4 separate regions of the Mus musculus genome follow, and regions 1, 2 and 4 are each linked to region 3. A link is a contact called in public Hi-C, HiChIP or PLAC-seq and promoter capture Hi-C data. All regions are on one chromosome and are shown on one strand. The core of a region is the stretch at or near the end of the contact, and the rest is flanking DNA. Distances in the headings are between cores, read along the strand shown. Region 1 holds the start of Srrt (serrate RNA effector molecule homolog (Arabidopsis)). Region 2 holds the start of Taf6 (TATA-box binding protein associated factor 6). Region 3 holds the start of Baz1b (bromodomain adjacent to zinc finger domain, 1B). Region 4 holds the start of Lrch4 (leucine-rich repeats and calponin homology (CH) domain containing 4).

Evidence for each region. Hi-C and Micro-C count contacts between places; a contact is called where the count stands out from the background. HiChIP or PLAC-seq counts read pairs in DNA pulled down with a chosen protein or histone mark. Capture Hi-C pulls out chosen DNA fragments and counts their contacts.
Region 1: a promoter capture Hi-C map of adipose tissue shows a contact between it and region 3, with 2.9 times the contacts expected there. The contact joins the promoter of Srrt here to the promoter of Baz1b in region 3. A contact is called at or near these places in 1 of 39 promoter capture datasets (liver) and 1 of 9 other capture datasets (adipose tissue).
Region 2: an H3K4me3 HiChIP or PLAC-seq map of embryonic forebrain shows a contact between it and region 3, with 4 times the contacts expected there. The contact joins the promoter of Taf6 here to the promoter of Baz1b in region 3. A contact is called at or near these places in 2 of 39 promoter capture datasets (liver and pre-B cells), 1 of 115 datasets of contacts at active chromatin or transcription factors (embryonic forebrain) and 1 of 9 other capture datasets (liver).
Region 4: a Hi-C map of CD4 T cells shows a contact between it and region 3, with 5 times the contacts expected there. The contact joins the promoter of Lrch4 here to the promoter of Baz1b in region 3. A contact is called at or near these places in 1 of 484 Hi-C or Micro-C datasets (CD4 T cells) and 1 of 115 datasets of contacts at active chromatin or transcription factors (large pre-B cells).

Annotation. Positions count from the first base shown.
Region 1 is chr5:137,306,101-137,309,101 of GRCm38.p6, reverse strand. Srrt (serrate RNA effector molecule homolog (Arabidopsis)) reads left to right here and starts at 1,428. Exons shown (of 20, transcript NM_031405.2): 1 at 1,428-1,678; 2 at 1,917-2,056. The coding sequence starts at 1,935. It also overlaps the pseudogene Gm43013.
Region 2 is chr5:138,185,911-138,188,610 of GRCm38.p6, reverse strand. It overlaps Taf6 (TATA-box binding protein associated factor 6), which reads left to right and starts at 1,385. Exons shown (of 15, transcript NM_009315.4): 1 at 1,385-1,441. Cnpy4 (canopy FGF signaling regulator 4) reads right to left here and starts at 1,076. Exons shown (of 6, transcript NM_178612.4): 1 at 891-1,076. The coding sequence starts at 1,026.
Region 3 is chr5:135,185,862-135,188,812 of GRCm38.p6, reverse strand. Baz1b (bromodomain adjacent to zinc finger domain, 1B) reads right to left here and starts at 1,490. Exons shown (of 19, transcript NM_011714.2): 1 at 1,057-1,490. The coding sequence starts at 1,163.
Region 4 is chr5:137,627,837-137,630,841 of GRCm38.p6, reverse strand. It overlaps Lrch4 (leucine-rich repeats and calponin homology (CH) domain containing 4), which reads right to left and starts at 1,719. Exons shown (of 18, transcript NM_146164.2): 1 at 1,416-1,719. The coding sequence starts at 1,635. It overlaps Gm20605 (predicted gene 20605), which reads right to left and starts at 1,719. Exons shown (of 22, transcript NR_033148.1): 1 at 1,416-1,719.

The DNA of each region.
Region 1 (3,001 bases), core at 179-2,678, 2.1 Mb before region 3:
CTTAGCTTATTTCTTCCTAAACCCAGGTCCTGTCATACGGTAGGCAAGCATTCTATCATTGAGCTGTACGACTCTCATTGCTTCCCTCCTCTTCCTCCTCTACTTCTTTCTTGAGACGGGGCCTTCTTTCTCTGTGTAGCCCTGCCTGGCTGGCCTGGAACTCCCTTTGTAGACTAGGTTGGCCTCCAACTCAGAGATCTGCCTGCCTCTGCCACCAGAGTGCTGGGATTAGAGGTGAGCGCCACCATGCTCCCATCTTCTTGAATTACGTGTGTATGAGCTGGTTGCAAGACTTAAATCCCAGTACTCAGGAGGCAGAGACAGGAAGATCTCTCAGTCTGAGGCCAACCTAGTCTACAAGGGGAGTTCCAGGCCAGCCATGGGGTACACAGAAACCTTGTTTTGGAACAAAATGATGAGTATATGTATCTGTGTATCAGTGTGTGGGTGTGTGTGCATCTGAGTGCAGTGCCCTTGCAGACCAGAAGAGGTGTCAGTTCCCTAGGCACTGGAGTTAACAGTCTGTGAGCAGCCAGCCACATGGGAGCTGGGACTCCAACTCTGATTTTCTGCAAGACCAGGAAGTGCTCTTACACACTGGACCGGCCTCTTTGGAAAATGTTTTTGAGAAAGGGTTTTAGAAAATTGTCAAGGCTGGCTTTGAACTCATTTTGCAACCCCTGAATTTGATTCTGCTTTGACTTACTGAGTAACTCGGGTTACGCCTGTGCCAACGTAACTGTCTGCTAAGTTTTTAAAATGCCCCCTTGTAAATACACCTTATTAGATGCTGGGATTTTTCATTCTTTTCTGGGAGCAAGACAGTGGCATGCTCCCTTGTTTAGCTTAGTATTCTATTCATGGAAAAGGGCTTACTGTTATCTTAGGGATTTCAACTGGAAACTAGTGGATCCTGGTGGTTGTTTCCAGACTGCAATGTAAAGACTCCCATTAAAGAACTGGGCATTAAGATCGAGGTTTACACTTTTGCATGAGTATTAGGCTCCTCTGTCCAAGACAAGCAGGAAGAACGCATTTTATAAGTAGCACATACTGTATTTTTTTGCAGGAGAAAATGGTGGGAGGAGATGCCTCTAAAATGGTTGCTTCTATGAATTATTCCCTAGACATCCATCGTCCCCAAACCCCTCGATAGCAAATCCGCCCTTGAGGAGGTCAAGAGGTGCCCCAGCCCAGGGCTATTGCAAAGCAACCTTTGGATGCAAACTAGCTCCTACCCAGGATACCTTACGGGAGTGACACTTAACTTCTCCAGTGCCCTCCTTTTCAAGTAGGCACGAGCACGTTCAGAAGGCCTGGCTTGGCCCAGCTCAACTTCCGTAGCTCCGAGAAGCTGGGGCGATTTTGTCGCAAAACCACGCGAGACTTCCGCGTCTCCACCCTCTTCCCGTCATTCTTTTAATCTCGGAGTTTTAGTTTGGTCCGGGGGTCTTGTTTTGTAGTTGGAGGCCGAGCTCCGGGAGTGACGTAGGACGCGCGCGCGCCTCCTTGCCCCCCCCCCCCCCCCGCGGTCCCGCTCTTCTCTTCCCCTTCGTCTCCGGGCTGAGAATCCCAGCGTCTCCTTCCAACCCTCTTTGTGGTCCATTGTCGCTCGTTCCGGTCCGCCCGGAAAACAAGCCCGCCGGCGCGCGCTTCCAACGGCCCCGACCGCTGCCAGGTGGGGGAGGGGAAGGAAAGGCCCGGGCGGCGGGATTGCGAGGAGAGGACCGTGCCCGGGGGCTTCGGGGGTGGACGAGGGGGAATCCGTGGGGACAGTGAAACTGTCGGAGCGATCGCCCTGCCCGGGATGGCAGGCCGGCCTCGGCGGGAGGGAGGCGGGCGTGCTGTCCCCGGGGGATTGTCCCTCCTCTGGTCCTTGTTCATCATCACCGTGTCTACCCGCCGCCGGGCCCCAGGCCTCCTCTGACAGCACCATGGGTGACAGTGATGATGAATACGACCGAAGACGCAGGGACAAATTTCGAAGAGAGCGCAGCGATTATGACCGTTCCCGGGAAAGGGATGAAAGACGGCGAGGGGACGATTGGAATGACCGGTGAGACAGTATTAACGTCCATACCCCGCCCCGTACAACCCTTCCGCGCCACAATTTTTCTTTTCGTTTCCTTTTTTGTCTTTACCTTACAAAATCTTATTAGGATGCAGTTTACCGTTGAGCCATTTCTGTAGTTTCAGTCTATTCACCGTTGGCTCAGATTTTGAGCTTTTAACCAAAGTGACGGTCAGTATTAGTGCTGGACAGGAGCTCCGCACAGCTGGTTGGACTGCATCTTCCGTGCAGGCTACATAGGGAGACACAATCTCAAATCCAAATATTAAGAAAGCACAAACTGACCAAAGTGAGATTGGCCCGAAACTCTTTAGGTAGCTCAAGATGACATTAAACTTCTGAATTAAGGAAGTATTCTACCACATCCTGTTTAAGAGTTTTTTGAAAGGATTTTTAAAACAGGTAATTGAGATAAGAAATGTGCAAGTGCATTTCTTCTTTTATATAATAAAACGTTCATGGGGGTTTGCTTACATTATGTCTATGCACCTCATTCGTTCCTGGTGCCCGAGGAGGCCAACAGAAGGCTTTAGATCCTCTGGGAAATGGGCAGGAAAGATGGTTGTGAATTGCTTTGTGGGTGCTGGGACTCAAAGCCTAGTCCTCCGCAAGAGGAGCCAACCAAGAGTGGTTAAAAGGAGTGCATTTAACTACTGAGCCAGCTCTCTACCTCTCTTCCTTTTTAAATCCAGAGGTGAAGTAAAAACAACAAAAACAAAGCCAGTTTAGTGAGTTAAGCGCCATAGCTCAACTTGAAAACAGATTTCTTTATTTTTAAAGATTTATTTGTTTGAGTGCTCAATTTGCATGTACATCTGCATGACAGAATAGGGCATCTGGTCCCTGTAGTTGTTGCTGGGATTTGAACTCATGACCTGGATAAGCAGCCAGTGCTCTTAACTGCTGAGTCATCTCTCAGTTTCTTTAGAG
Region 2 (2,700 bases), core at 136-2,635, 3.0 Mb before region 3:
GCAAGTGGATTTCGGAGTTAGAGACCAGTCTGGTCTACAGGCAAGTTCCAGGACAGCCAGAGCTATAAAGAGAAACCCTGTCTCCACCCCCACCCCGACTCAGAAGAGTGGGGACACAGATGCAAAAATAAGTGAGAGATTAGAATCAAGTCATGGGTGTCAATGATAAAAACATGTTGTTGGGTGTAAAGTGAAGCAATAATGAATCCAAAGAAAAAGTTAGAGTTAGGGAGCCACAGGATATTTATTCAGTGACCTGGCTTCCTCCCTGTTGGGGATGGGAGGGGTGGTTGGGGGGAGGGCATTTACTAATGTAGCCAGAGGCCATGCTGCTTGTTGTAAAATCCCTACAGTGCACCCCATCTGCAAAGCCTCACACCGATGGGCAACTTCTAAGTGGTGTGGTGTCTTCATCTTCTCTTTATGAACTTCAGCTGGGGACTTACTCACCTTTAAAACCCCTAAAGGGGGCCATCAGGCCTGTAATTTAAGAGCGTCTCTGCCAGGGCGGGACTCAGTATGCCTATAAGGAATGAGTATTACACCCCACCCATGCAGATTGTCCAGATTTTTAACAAGGAGAGAAACGACTGAGGAAGATGCTCCATAGAGCCAGCGTTACAGGTTCTTGAACTACAATTCCCACAATACATTGGGGCCCAAGCCCGCAAGAAAAACCTAGATCCTTCTGGATGCCACCTGGGAAATGTAGTGCCACCTTAACCCTGCTTTCCCTCCCTTGTTCCCATTCAAGTGTTACCAAGCTCCAACAGAACCTCTTTCAAGACAGTCTAGTGATCCATCTATCCTAGCCCATTTGATTCAGCCTAGAGTTAGAGAGGCAGGAGGTAGATAGGGAGATGTAAATAGCAACTACTCCGTTTCTGTACCTTCGCATTTGCTGGGCAAACGTTCTGTGTCATCTTCCTCCTCTTTTGTCGCCTCAGCCCAAGCACCGTACGCTGCCAGGATGAAAAGCAGTATCTCCAGCCGCACAGGTCCCATGATAAAACGCAGTCCACACATACAACCACCCTTTGCCTTCAGACCAACTTCTGGAAGGCAGCGGGCCCTTTAAATTTAGGCGAAGCCCGCAGCAAGCTTTAAAAAAAAAAAAAAAAAAATCATAGAACGGTCAGCGCATGCTCAGAGCCAGCCCGAAAGTGGGTGGAGCGTGATGGCTCAGTTTTGTGGCGCCTTCTGAAGGTCCTGACAGCTGGGTAATGAAGATACAAATTGAAGTAATTAGAATAGAGTAATATGATCTTTACACATGCACGTAGAATGAAATTTTTATATAATTTCAGACTGTGAAACGATATGGTCTATTTTGACATAGGGAAGAACAGTGATAACTTTTTGGCTTCTGCCAGGACCTACTCCTGTCAGGGGGCGGGGCCAAGATGGCGCCGAGCGCCGGGTGAGCGGCGCTTTGGCAGCGGTGAGAGGCTTTTACTGCTCCCGGTGCTTGGCTGGCGGGGGAAAGTCTGAGGTGTATCCGTGAGGAGACCCTTTGAAAGGGCCCATGTGAGGACTGGGAAGAAGACGGTTGGTTGTGTGTCCGTGCTCGTGGGGACCCTGTGCGTGACTGCACTGGAAGGATGGTGGGGCGATGTAGTGGCTTGTGAACCTCCTGTAGCGCTGCCCGGGTAATCTTCGAATCACTTCCCTAGCTGAGAAAAATGATGTAAAGATATAGCTCAAGTTATCCCTTCTCTAAGAAGTCTTCCTGTCGCTTCCACTGATCTGAGAAACTCCCGAGGCTGCTAGAGTGTTTTATGAAACCTTAGTGGCAAGGGTACCACCACAGAGGACTGGGACCCGACCAGGTACAGAGTATGTGCTGAATAATTGTATTTCCTGTAGACAAGATTTAACAAAAGTCTGAGAAGACTTGGAATGAAAAGAACCAGTCCCTAGCACTCAGTTCTGAACACTCTTGAGGTTGGTTTCATGTCCAGTGTCAGGCAAGCTCCTTTCCTTTTAACCACAGAGTAAACTCCAAGCTTGAGTCTGTGTCTTTTTCATTTTGGTAATTGTTATACCAAGTATTTAGTGAACACTTACACCTTATTCATGCTGGGCAGTGGTGGCTCACGCCTTTAATCCCAGCACTTGGGAGGCAGAGGCGGGCGGATTTCTGAGTTCTAGACCAGCCTGGTCTACAAAGTTAGTTCCAGGACAGCCAGAGCTATACAGAGAAACCCTGTCTCGAAAAACCAAAAAAAGGAAAGAAAAAAAGAAAAAAAAAGACTTATTCATATATTTAACAATGCCCTAGGCACCAGATAGGTCAGTGAACATAACAGACATATTCTTGTTTACTGGTGGGGTAAGGATAATAAACAAGAAGAAATAATAGCCAGGCTTGGTGGTAAACAGCTGTAAAAGGCAGGAGGCTCTCCAAATCAAGACCACGGGATGAATTCCAGACGAGCCTGAGACCCAATTGTAGAAGGGTTGTTTAACATGTGGAAGGTCTTAGATTTAATCTAGAGTGATTTTATATATATACATATTATATCACTATTATTAAGAAGAAGAAGAAAACATAGCAAACAGGTAAAGCCAGGCATGGTGGTATGTGCTTGCAATCCCAGTACTTGGGAGGTAGAGGCCAAAGGACCAGTGTTGTCTACCTAGTGAATTTGAAGCCAGTGGGGCTATAGGAGACCTGCCCCTAAAGAGAGGTGGGTGGGG
Region 3 (2,951 bases), core at 241-2,740:
CAGGCAAGTTTGGTAAGGAAACTTAGCTTTTTAAAAAACAAATAAGCCTTAAAAGATTCAACATTCCCCCTACCGGGGGCGGGGGGGGGGGGGGGGGAAGTACTACAACTTTTAACTAAGAGGCTATGCTTGGTCAAGAAATCTTAAAGTAATGATTGGAAATGCTGACTTTGTATTCTAAAACACCAGTTTCACGTACCAGAGAGAGAGAGAGAGAGAGAGAGAGAGAGAGAGAGAGAGAGAGATTGAGAGACAGAGAGACAGGCAGACAGACAGACAGGATCGGGAATGCAGTGTCCAGCCTCTCTGAGTTCGAGGCCAGCCGGTGCTACATGAAGCGCTCCCTCAAAAAAAAAAAAAAAAAAAAAAAGACGGAAAAATGAAACTTCTAAGTGTCAAACTTCTGTGTTCTCTAGGAAATAAATGGCCACCAGAACCATCAATGTACCTTTCTGCTCCTTCCCATCTTCAGTGGGTAAAAAGTTAATGCCAGGTTTTGTGATTTACGGTTCTGTCAGTTCATCCCTGGCCTAAAGTCCACTCCGGAGGAGAAAAACAAAACCCACAAGCCACATCAGTGTCCCCGCACAGCCCACTCAAGACGCAGTAGAGGCTTGCACAAGCCGGATCACGCGGCTGCGCCGGTACAATTTCAAAAACTTAAACTTGACGGTTTCATTTCTATGAAAGGAGAGAGAAATAAAATGCGCAAAGGGAACCCGGCTACCCTCCCTAGTCATTTAGGGCCCGAAGCCAAGTTGGGGAGGAGGGGATTGGTGTTGCGATCACCACCGAGGCCCCGGGGACAAAGTAAGGGGAAAAGGGATGGAGGCGCGCGGTTCCGGGAAGGACGGCTGGAGACGGCCCGGAGGGATCTCGCCGCGGAGCTCCCAAGCCCGGGTAAAGCAGGGCCCCGGGCATCACGGCCCGCGGACGGCCCCGTGCGGTGACAGCTGCCCCGCGAGCCGCGCGCGGCCCATTCGCATCTCGCCATCTCCATCCCTCGCCCTGCGCAGCCGCGGCCGAGCGTCCACACCGCGCGCGGAGAAAGGATACTCCCGGGTGCGGAAGGCCTCCTGAGTGTGCGGGATGGTGAAGAGCGGCTCCTCTCCGGGCAGCGGTTTCACCAGCGGGAAGGGCTTGCGGCCCAGCAGCGGCGCCATCGCGGCGGCGCCGGCAGGGGACGGAGCGCCGAAGGCTCGGCCGCTCTGCTGCGCAGCGCTAGGCCCCGGCAGCCCCGGGGCGAGCGAGCGAGCGAGGCGCCTGGCTCCCGGGGCGATGGGGGAGGGGAGGGGTGAGAGGGCGGCGCGAACTCCGGCTTCCCTCAGAGCTGGCGGGACCGCGCCACGGCCATGGAAGCCAGGGGGACGCCTCGAGGGGAGAAAACGGAGAGATTCTCCTCGCCCCTTCCGGCGCCTTTCACCTCACGCCGATCTCCGCCGCGGCGGCCGCCAGTCACGACTCCTCTCCAGCGGGCACGGGAGGAAATTATTGAAAAATGGCGGGAGATTCCCTTCCTCCCCCCCGCTGCCGGGCCAGCGCACAGACTAACTTGCTTCTCCGTGGCGCCCTGGGGCGGAGGCTCCGATAGGCGGAGGGCTCGTCGGCCTTCGCAGCCTATTGGCTCAGAGAGGCTGCCGCTCCGAGGTCGAGTCCCGCCCCCTGGGCTCCAGCCGCGAAGTTGAGTTGCAGCGCAGCAGAGGGCAGTCTGAAAAGGTGAAAGGTCACGTTATGTAAGAGCCGGGGACGGGCGTGCGGGCCTCCAGTGGCGGACTTCAAAAGTAATGGGACAGCAGTAGGAGGGGGAGGACGAAAAGCGGAAGACTCAAAGAGGTCAGAGCAAAAAGCCCTGTCACTGATACAGACATTGCGCCATCTGTCACCGACGGCGACACCGACATCCGGGCACTCACTGTCCGTGTGCTGCGCCGGAGGGGGGAGGGGGAGCGCGCGGCCAGGGGCTTTGTCTTTCCACTCGCGCTCCGCCCCCCTTCTTAAAGGGGCCGCGCTCGGCCACGCCCGGGGATGCGCGGGTGGAGCTGTACTGGGCGGGAAGTAACTCAGGCCCTCTCCAAACTGAAGTTCCGCATTGGGGCGACTAGGACCCCAACCTTCCCCGACGCGGCATCACTGTAATTGAGAAATGGAGATTAACAGCCTGTTTTTTAAGGACTACAGGGAAGGATAATGAAGAACTTTCTTTAAAAATATGTGGAGGAAGAGCCGCAGAGCAGACTCAGGGGCTAAGATCTTGTACTCGTTCAGAGGACCCAAGTTCAATTCTTAGCTCCCACATCGGGTAGCTGGAACCTGCCTCCGGCTGCAGCTCCAGGAGTTCCCATTCCTCTTGCCTCCTCAGGTGCACGTACTCACGTGCACGTAACATCCCCCACCACGTGTGCACACATACACAATTTAAAAATAAATCTTGAAAGTAAAATAAACGGAAGAATAATAAAGAAGGTTTTCTGTATGTACATATGTAAAAGACTATATTCATTCATATATATGTGTGTGTATATATATATATGTGTGTGTGTATATAGTGCAACTAAGTGATGCAGGTTTTTGAAGCTGGACGGTCCTAAGTGAGTTTGTGACTAACCTGGGCTACAGTCTTACAGGCTGAATAGCAAATCCCTATAACAATAAATAAATAAAGCTATGTTAGAAAACATATGTATTAAGCTCATGGGGCTGGAGAAGTGACTCCGCATGCAATTAAGAGTTCTTCCAGAGATTCTGGGTCTGATTCACAGTTTTTGTGTTGGAGGATCACAATCGCCTGTGACTCCAGAGCAGTAGATTCTTGCAACCCTGTATACATACCCCCCCCATACACATAATTTAAAATAAAAATAAATGTACTATTAAAAAAGATGGGCCTAAAGGGATGGCTTAAGGTTAACACATACTGCTCTTGCAGAAGACCTGAGTTGGATTCCAGCATC
Region 4 (3,005 bases), core at 470-2,969, 2.4 Mb before region 3:
AGGGGCTGGGAGGGCTTGGTAGTTTTCCCAAGAGTCCACTCACTGAGACAGAGCCCTGAGGAAGTAAAGAAAAACATTTGGTCTTGGTCACAAAACAAGCAAGAGGGGGAGGGGAAAGGGAACAGACGGCCAGTGTCACACAGCTGCTGAGGTCAATCTGGAGCTGGGGGGCTGGGGGGACCTAGGAGGGGTAAGCATGGCTCCTGGGGCTCACCCATTCCCAGGACTCATTCAACTGTGTAGGGAAAAAGCATTTAAAAACAGAGAGATTTAAACTTTTTCTCTCCAGAGCTGTAAGAGGAGATTGTGCCCCAGCCAGCCTGGTACAATTGCAGGTGGGCAGGAACCTACTGGAGCAATGTGTTCTTTGATCCAGCTTGATCCAGCCCTGGACCAGATGAGAGGAGCAGAAGGGGCCCTAACACTCCAGCCCAGACTGGGGTGGGGCTCCCGGAATGTAGCCCTCTGTTGTGATTCCCCGCCCTCAGCTGCCAGCCCAAGTTCATAGGCTGCCTCCTAAGCAGCCTGACTCACCTGTCATAGTACAGTCCCCAGTGCCTGGCCATAGCAGACCCAAGGGTAGAGTGTCCATGATTAGTGGGATCCCAAACACACACACACCAGGGTGGGGTGGACATGATTAGAGGGGTCCTGAGGGCAGGGACTGGAGAGTCTCCAGGAGGTCAGCACTCCTAGCTAAGAGATACAATGTCCTTCCTTTCAGCAAGCTGCCTCAAGTTTCTCCCCTAAGGGGAAAGCAGAATTGTAGGGTTCCTATGAGATCACAAACTCCACAGTGACCTCATAAAACCAGGAAGAAGAGAAAGGGGATAGGGGGATAATGGGTGGAAAGTTAAGGGCGAGAGATTCACTTCTTTCACATAGATAGGCTGGGGTGGACGGCGGAGAGGGGCTGGGACTTGGGGAGACTACGGAAAAGCAAGCAGAAACGTCGGGTTGTTAGGAGCGACCCTTTAGGAAAGAGATAACGGGGCTTGTTGGGATTGTGGTGGACGGGTGAGAAAGACGTTGGAAACGACTAAAAGGGTGAAAATGTAGCGATTAATGATAGATTCTACATGGAAGTTTGCTTTAAGGGTTGATCAGATCTAGGGTTGAAGAAGCCAACCAGGTGAGGGGCGGGACCATGCTACAGGTGCGCAATATGCAAATAAAGGGGAAGAGTCTCCTAGAGCTCGGCCAAAAGTGTTCTGTGCACTCTTGAAGCGAACTCATTGTCCAGTGGTTCTTACACAGGGGAGGGGAGGTCGCGGGCTCAATGCCAATCCCAAGGGGCGAGCGTTCAAGACTGCCAGGTGAAGGGGTGGGCCCAATCGAACGCGAGGCGGGGCTATGCAAATGAGGGTCGCAGTCCAGTATGGGTCCCCTGCTCTCTGGGCACCAGCGCAACTCACCAGCCTGGGTGATGTCTGACAAGTCGTAACTGCGGGCCGCGCCCCGGGGGAAGTGCTTCAAACGCCGGTTGGACAAGTTCAGGGTCCCGGTGGCCACAGCCTCCTCTAGGGCTCGTTCTGCGCTACGGCTCCCAGGTAGACCAGGAGACCCTGGCAAGGACACTGAAGCTGCAGCTTCCTCACCCCCGGCGGCGAGTGGGCCCGCTACTGCTGCCGCCATCCGCTCTCGGCGGCTCCCCCTGCCTGACTGACGGCACCGGCCGGCCCTTCTCGCCCTTCCCCCTCCTCGGAGCCGCCGTAGTCCCCACTGAAGGGAGGAAGCGAGGGTCAGGAACTCCGCGGACCAATCATGAACCAGAGACGCGTTAGAAGTGCCCAATCAGAAAACGGCAGGGGGTGGAGCCTCTCAATTCTAGATTACACTGAGGGAAGGGAGGGGTGAAGAGGAGCACCCCGCCAACGGCCGCGGTTCCTGGTCGGCCCGCCCCGCGCAGCGACATCCAATCACAACTCTCGAGGCTGGAGATGGAGCCAATGAGACCCGCCCAGGAGGCGGGGACTACAGGTCTCAACTTTAGGGTATTAGAGACCCAGAGACCACAAACCTGCTTTTTCAACCAAGACCAATTGCAATCTAGATTCAGGCGAGTGACTGTGAAGAAGACCAATTAGAACCTACAAAAGGAACCTGTCCCGGCCTCTTCTCTGAGGGACGGTTCTGCCTACCAATAGCATGGGCTAGGAGGTGCTCCATTCGCTAGACAGAAGGAGGTGGGTGAGCTAGAATTTTTGAGACGCAGGTAAAGATCGTAAAAGGCGCGCGCTGGGCGGCCTGACAGTGCAGGGTTAGGGTTGGGTACTAGCTGTGCTTACTGGGGAGCAAACCAGCATCCGAGAAGTGAGGAAGGGCGAGGGATGCCCCACTCAGCACTCAGGCTGTTGTCTCAACAGAAGGGACCATTTCCTCCTGCGCAGTCTTGAGTCCCTAATGGGAATGCTGGGGATGACCGGTGAGGGGGTTTCCAGTTCAGAGAGGGAAAGTCGTCAGACCTGCCAAAGTCCCCCTGGAGAAGACTTGTGATGGCCAGACCAAACTTTAGAGACTACGAAGGATCTCATGGCCTCTAGAACAAGATCTTTGGGGGTTTTTTGTTTGTTGCTTTTCCGAGACAGGATTTATTTCTCCGTGTAGCCCTGGCTGTTCTGAAACTTGCTCTGTAGACCAGGCTGGCCTTGAACTCAAGAGCTCCTCCTGCCTGTGTCTCCCGAATGCTGGGACTAAAGGCGTGCATCATCACCGCCCGGCTAAGACCTCGGGTTTTTTATAAATGAGGAAAGGGAAGCTGGACAAATCTCAGACCTCCAGTAGAACTCCCCCACACATACTTTCATAACAGACTTTGTCTATTGGAAACCTCTTATTTGAAGCTGGGTGTGGTGGCATGAGCCTGTCGTGACAGTTCTTAAAAAGAGGAGGCAGAAGGATCGGGACTTCGAGGTCAATTCCAGGCAAGCCTGGACTACATAACTCCAAACTAACCTTTTTTAAAAACAAAAACAAACAAACAAACAAACAAACAAACAAAAAAA